Regions from separate parts of the Mus musculus genome. Here region 1 is linked to region 2. Evidence: chromatin contacts called from public Hi-C data. All regions are on one chromosome and are shown on one strand. The core of a region is the stretch at or near the end of the contact, and the rest is flanking DNA. Distances in the headings are between cores, read along the strand shown.

Region 1 (3,524 bases), core at 721-3,220, 410 kb before region 2:
GCTCTTCCATCACCTGAGGTGTCTGTACTACCACAAGCCCAGGGAACAGCCTGGCTGTCAGTCAGGGATGCTCCCAGAGAGGCTACTCCCAGTGTGCTGAAACCCTGCCCTTCTCCCACCACTCCCCATTATGCTTGGCTCTTCACTAGGGACATCACAGCTATATTCTCCTCCACTCCCCACATCTGAGATCCCCCACAGCCCTAAAACCTACAAGAATGAATGGCCACAGTATGCTATAAATAAATAAGTGTTTAAGCAAATGCAGCTCGCATGCTCATTACGGGACAGTTTTCCTAACTATACGGTGATTTCATTAAGGTCTTCCTCAGTTCCTTACCACGCGCAGATCCACATACCTTCCTTTTGGGAGAAACAGTAGTCAAAAACTCCTCCAAGGGGGATTCTCCCTTCAGACTGGGTGTGGGTGTGGGGAACAGGTTAGGGTAGGGATGACCAGTATCCCTTGGGGGACACTTTTAAGCTGTTGATTTGTCCTGCTTCTACCTCCAGACATGTCTTTATTAGGGAAGGGAATCTATCACTAACAAGGAGTAACAGTGCCCCAGAGCTTGGGCATGCAGTTAGAAATGACTGACAAGGTACACCTCTTCCAGCTCACCTTGTATGCCTCCACAGACAGGGAACTCATTCCCTCCAGTGAAAACCCATTTCTGAGCTGTCCTGGGGTATCTTTTGATAGCTGACAAGGTAACTTCAGCTTATGGGACTCACTTCAGCTCCTGGATATCTTACAACCAAGCCTAATGCTTCCAGTCCATGTCAGCTGACAGGACTTGAGAGGTATGTGTGTGTGTGGGGGGGGTGGTCTTCAGAGTCCAAGCTTTCCCTATTGTATAATGAGGCCATAGGCACTGCAGTCCTGGGGCAGATGTCTGACCTCACAGCAGCAGGATCTGATGTTGGATTTGGCTCCAATGCCTCCCTGTTGGCTGCTTTGGTCACCCCAGGATAGACATGGGTCTAGCCATGCCTTTGCCCCTTGACTACAACTTGTTCTGGTGCCTGCAACAATCCTGACTTAAACTTGGGAAGCTGGGTGCTAGGTTCCATCTGTCTGGCTCGGTGGCTGACAGATGTAGCTTAGCACATGGCTGGTGGCCCTGGGGGCCCGAGTTCTCCCATGTCAGTAACTCCTAGATTTACTGAGCTATGAAAGGGAGCTGGCAGGGCGGTGCATGCCTGTAATCTGAACACCTGAGAGACATAGGCAAGAAGTTGAGAAGCTAAATAGCTACATGGAAAGACAAGGCTGGTTTGTGCTACATGAGACCCAGGGTGACTAAACAGCCATGTATTGTTCTTAAATACAAACAAGTAGTTTTAAAAACACGGACAGGGATTGCTATTCCTGCATTTGTTTTCCCCTCCCACTGAAGTCAGGCTGGGTACTCAATGTCTCTTCCAAGGCCCTCAAGGCATCACTCTGTGGGTACCAGAGGAGCCTGGTGAAGCAGAAAGACAGGGGATGTGGAGGTAAATAATTACCTAGAATCTACCTCCTCTCCTCCAGTTGTGTGGCCGACTCTAAGCTCCTCCGCTGGGCCTCAGTCTCCACATTTGTAAATGACAGGTAAAGACACCACACCCCAAAGGATCGCATGGGGTTTTTATTTTTAGTTACTTTTTGTTGTTGTTTTGAGACAGTGTAGCTCAAGCTGGCCTTTAACTCTCTATGTTGCCCAAGCTGGTGGGCTCACAGTGGTCCTCTTACCTCAGCCCCTCTCAAGTGCTGAGATTACAGACGTGGACTCCAGGCCCCTCTTGACTCTTAAACTCTTTAATCTGGAAATGCAGAGGACCACATGTGGCCAGCATGCTGTCCAGGTCATGGTAAACTCTAGAAGCCTTGGCCTTCCTCATCTCACCCCCTGTACATCCATCCTGGTCCTCCCCAAATTCCTCCATATCTCAGTTTTCTCTGGCTCCCTCTTAGATCACGATGTTACCATGGCAACATCATCCACAGACAGTGAGGCGCCTGGTCTCTGCTCACCCAGCCCCATCCCTCTTTGTCCATTTCCATCCTGGTAGCTGCCAAGGCAACAGATCATATGAGATGCAACTGGCCTCTCATCTGAGGGCAGCGCCCTCTGCCTGGAGGTCTGAGGGTTTAGGATTCAGCAGGCACCACGGGCTTTTCTCAGCCTGACCCTCTCTGAAGATATAGTCTACAGCAACCCAGACAAAGCACCATTATGGAACTAAAAGCTGAAACAGGCTGCCTCATCCCTCTGGAGGCAGACACTTGAGAGGGAGGTGTTGAGCCATAAGACTGGCTCCGGCTGAGACCATGAACCTGCTGCAGCCTCTCTCCTGTGGTAGCTTGTTTGCAGTGTCTGACTCCATTGGTTTCCTGATGTCTGCTCTCATCTTTGCCTGGTATTCACTCAGACTAGGGGCTGCCTTCTGTGTATCTGACTGTCCCATTTTACTAAAGGCACTGAACAAACTGAGACTGTGGCTTAGTTCAATGGCATTTTAACATGATTATTTTCATTAAGACCTGGTTTCCAGTCATAAGGAGGTAGCTCTGTCAGTAGAGCACTTGCCTCCAGAGCAGAAGGGCCTGTTAATCCACAGAACCCATGTTAAAAATAAGTTGGATTGTAAGCTCATCCAACTTATTGTAATGATGGCTCTTGGGAAAAGGAGACAAGAAACCATATACCCCCCCCCCACACACACACATACACACATGCACATATACACACATGCACAAACACATCGGAATGGTGGCTGGGGTAAGGCTGGGTATAATCCAACTTCTACCACTAGCTGTGTGGCCTTGAGAAAATTATGTCACCTCTCTGAGCACCAGAAATGCTTTGCTTGCAAATGAGGATCAAAATAGCAACATCCCCTCGAGGTTCTTGCAGAAATTCCAAGTGACAAAGGGCATTGCCTGTCAATGGCTCCAGAGTTGATGTGGCAAAGTGACACGTGCCTTCTACATCATGGAACCATGGCATGGAGTATTGCTGCCACCAATTTATACACAAGCATATTTGTGCTGTGAGCCTGGTATGATTCCCCAAGGCATGGTGGGGCTTGGACTTAGCAGTCAAGCAGCAAGTATATGCCTAGCCGTGGAGCCCCTCCTAGGGGAATCAATGTCTTTTCTCCACTGTGCACATCTACAGATCCTTCAAGCCCAAGATGCTGGTCTCTTCAATCATAGCATTCTGAAGGAGACCTCACACACTCCTACACCAATGGCACCCTCTGATGGCACCTCAGCACACAGCCACCCCCCACCCCCGCTGATCTGTTTGGTATTTTTATCTTCTCTCTGCTTGCCTTCAGTTGTTTATTGGTGCAACGCAGCCTGCATACATGTTAAATATATATGCATCCCTGTGTGCTTGCCTTCTTGACTATATTTACACAGCTCCTCGGAGGATTAATTTAACCAAATAACCGGAGCTATTTAGGTAGCTGACATTCACTTGGAGGGAAGTTGGGGAGGTTCTGGCTTTACTCCTGGGCCTCAGTTTCCCTAT
Region 2 (3,976 bases), core at 922-3,421:
AAACAGTGGATGGGGCTCTTACAGAAGAATAGAAGGAAGGATTTTGGATCCCTAAAGGGACAGGAACTCCACAGGAAGACCAACAGAATCAACTAACCTGGACCCTTAGGGCTCTCAGAGACTGAACTACCAACCGAAGAACACACACAGACTGGATCTGGGTCTCCCCACACATATGCAGCAGATGTACAGCTTGGTCTTCGTGGATTGCAAACAACTGGAGTGGGGGATGTCCCAAAAGCCTTTGCCTGTACATGGGATATGTTCTTATAGCTGGGCTGCCTTGTCTGGCCTCAATGGGAGAGGATGCGCCTAGCCCCTCAGAGACCTGATATGTCAGGGTGGGGGGATACTCAGGGAGCCCCCACTTGATCAGAGGAGAAGGGGAGGGTTGGGGAAAAGATTGTAGGAGGGTGTGACTGGGATAGGGATATAAAACTAAATAGATAAAAAATAAAAGCATCCCCTGGGTAAAGGGCCTCTGGGCATGTTTGTGAGAGGTTATCTTGATTATGTTCACTGAGGTGGGAAAACCCAACCACTGTGGGCGGTACCATTCCTTAGGCAGGGAATCCCGGGCTCTATGAGGGAAGGAGAGTGAGTTGAGCTCTAGTTCTTCTCTCTTCCTCTGACTGAGGACCAGGGTGACCAGCTGCCTCGGCCTCCTGACTCTGATGGACTGCACCTTGAGCAGGGAGCTGAAAGAAGTAAAACCCTTTCTCCTTTAAGTTGTTTTTGTCTGAGGTCTCACTAGGTAGCCCTAGCTGACCTAGAACTCGCTTTATAGACCAGGCTGGCCTCGAACTCACAGAGACTCACCTTCCTCTGCCTCCCAGGTATTGGGATTAAAGGTGAGCACCACCGCATTCAGCTTGTCCGAGTATTTTATCTCAGCAACGGTAAAAACAAAACGAAACAAAGATACCAGGTTAAGGACCCTTCATTAGTCATTTAGTCACTCATTCATTAATTCATTAATTCATTCAACCTCTATTTACTGTAGAGTAGGAAAGCATTTAGTCCCCTGAACCTGGGTTCAGATCCCGCCTCTGCCACCGAGAACATCATGGCTGTCAGCCATCCGTCTAAAGCTCAGCGGTCTCAGCCTGCCCACCTGTAATTAGAGACAAGTTTCCTCTCCTTTGTGGGGGTCGGTCTGAAGAAAAGGAGTCAACCAGACCGGTCATGACACTTGACACCTGCCATAAGGGATGGTCACTTCTGTCAAGATGTCTACAAGCTGCCCGGCTGGATCCTCAGGTACATCAGACATATCAATGACCATAGGACCAAGGGACAAATATCACCAGATAGAAGAGCAGACAGCCTCAGGGAACAGTGGGCTTAAGGACTTGCCCTGGGACCACAGCTGGACTCCAAAGTCCCCATACCTGCTCAGCCAGGTCAAATCATCCACATATCTTATTTCTGTTTCATATATACATATATATATATATATACACATATACACATATACACACCTACACACATACACACATACACACATACACATATACACATATACATATACATATATATAGTATATGTGCGCATATGTATGCACATACATACATATATATAAAATTATGTATCTATTACATATATACATATATTACTTGTGTATATGTACGTACATATATATGCATATACATACATATATGTACACATATAAGCATACACATATACACACATACACACGTTTGCGCACACACACACACACACACACACACACACTTCTTTTGCAATTTTAGGGAGGGATGCAGGCCTGGGTGCACTCCCCATTCCCGGTAGGCTCTGAGTTTTCATCCACTGGCTCACTGGGAAGAATATGTCAGGAAATGGAGGTTTCAGTCAGGAGCACAAACCTCCCTTGTCCAACTGGTAGGTCCCAGAGAGATGCCGAGCCCTCTTCAGCCCAGAGCCTGGGGTCCCACATCAGTATATACAAGGAGACAGAGTCTAGGCCTGCGAGTGTAGAGACGCCAGCCAGCCTTCCCTCCCCTCTGTGGGTTCCCCACTCGCTTCAGATGCCAAGCAACTCCCTGATACAATCAGGAACACGGAGCCTCGGGACTGGCCAAGGTCACAGCCAGACCCTTACTGCAGTCTGCTGGGCCACCATGGTGATCATGAGACCCCAGAAGAGAGGCTCCACAGCCCAGCCACAGCAGAGCCTTGACTCTGCTGCCCTCTGGTGGCTGCTGGCATCAGGTTCCATTTGCAGGTCCCTAGCAGAACCTGGAAGGAGAGTGAGTCTGAGCTCAAGAGGATTAACATGTAGAAAAGGCCACTTTCTCCAGCACAGACTGGAGAGAGGCCACAGGGAAACCCTTAGAGACTGGGCAGTGCAGAGTGGTAAGTATGGAAGAGCCTTGAGCTTAGATACTCGGGCTCTAGCTGGGCCCAACGAGGCTAATTATAAAGGGCCTGTAATCTCTGAGCTTCTCCTCAAGGGGCAAGTCACTTTCTCTTCCCTCAAATCTACCTGCCTGCTCTCATCCTGACCCACAGAACACAGAGCTGCAGCTTTGCACAGGTCCCAAGGCTGTGGGCATCCTCCAGTCTTAGATCGTCTGCCAGTGCCTTGGCCTTCTCAGACAGTCGCACCTCGGCTGCCCTGTTACCCGGTTCCAGTTGCCACAGGTAGGATGCTCCATCAGATACCCTTTGAGCTCAGCCTGAGCTGGGGCTGAGAGGGTGCCAGGCCTCTGGGATGTACCAGCTCCAGCCACTGCCATGTGACCAGTCCTGGCAGAGAAAGGCCGCAGGGCAGAACCCAGTCAGCCAGGCATGTGAGGCCACTGCGATAGAGATCAGTCTGGACCACGAAATTTGGGCTAGCTAATTAGGAGAAACGAGAAACCCAACGTCAGCGGCTGTGTGACCATGGGCCGGTCACTTAGCTTCTCTGAGTGTTTGAATCTGTACAAGGTGGCACACTCAGCGAGAGGAACCATGGAGATTGCATGGGAGATGGATGCTGTGTGCCGTTGTACTGGCTTCTCAGACTGGCTAGGAGCTGATGTGAGCTGAACCACGGGTGGCCAGCGCTGGGAGGCGGGTCTAGGAGGCGGGTCTTGGAGGCGGGTCTTGGAGGCGGGTCTTGGAGGCGGGTCCGCACCGTGCCCCTCCTTCCTTCCTTAGTCCTGTGCAGGTCTCATGTGCTGCCAGGACTCAGTTTTACAAGTGAAGTAACAATTTCAAAACAAACAAACAAAAAAACCCTCCCAAAGCACAGTGTAAGAAACAGTGATGTGGAGAGGGTGGAAGACAGGTGATTTATTAGGTCGCAACAGAGCTGGGATCCAAGTCTTGGGATAGAGAGAGCATGCAATAAGAGCTAATTCATCATCTTCACTATCATTGCCATCTTTATTACCATCTCCATCATCACCTCCTTCATCACTTCTTCAGATAGTGGAGATGATAGTGGATCATCTCCACTATCTCCATCATCCTCATTGCCACCACAAGCCCCATCATCATCTCCACTGTCATTTCTGCCATCACCACCATCATTATCATCACCATCTCCATCATCTCCATCACCATCTCCATCTTCTCCATCATCATCTGCATCATCTTCTCCATCATCTCCATCATCATCTCCACCACTGCTCTCATCACACCCTCTCCCGTTACTATTCTCACCGTAAACACTGTTACTATCTCCATCATCATCTTCTTCACCATTACCATCTTGCCAGCATTATTACCATCTACAAGGTGCCTTGTGCCCACATAAAACTGGCTGAGCCTCCCTGGGTAGAGGGGAAGTTGTATGTTTGAAGCGGGTTGGCCCCTTGGCGGTAGATAGGAGAGACCCTCTGCAGTCTTTGCCTTCTTCACTTCTTTTCCATGGCTTGTCATGGAAATCCAGCCACGGCAGATTCATTTGTTCATCAACCATACCTGCTCACCTACTATGCTCTCCCCCACACCTGCTAACCTACTGTGCTCTCCCCCACACCTGCTC

Evidence for each region. A called contact is a pair of places that touch in the nucleus more often than the background predicts.
Region 1: a contact with region 2 is called in a Hi-C map of the N1E-115 cell line, with 2.4 times the contacts expected there. The contact joins two enhancer-like sites. A contact is called at or near these places in 7 of 484 Hi-C or Micro-C datasets (the N1E-115 cell line and embryonic stem cells).

Annotation. Positions count from the first base shown.
Region 1 is chr4:140,284,652-140,288,175 of GRCm38.p6, reverse strand. No RefSeq gene overlaps it. Among named protein-coding and RNA genes, the nearest start is that of Gm33895, 37 kb to the left of the region's middle. Within about 2 kb of position 1,970, at least 28 of the 459 cell types and tissues checked have an H3K27ac peak or open chromatin away from gene starts, as enhancers often do. A contact at or near this core is called in the N1E-115 cell line, where this site is marked.
Region 2 is chr4:139,871,001-139,874,976 of GRCm38.p6, reverse strand. No RefSeq gene overlaps it. Among named protein-coding and RNA genes, the nearest start is that of Gm1667, 37 kb to the left of the region's middle. Within about 2 kb of position 2,171, at least 11 of the 459 cell types and tissues checked have an H3K27ac peak or open chromatin away from gene starts, as enhancers often do. A contact at or near this core is called in the N1E-115 cell line, where this site is marked.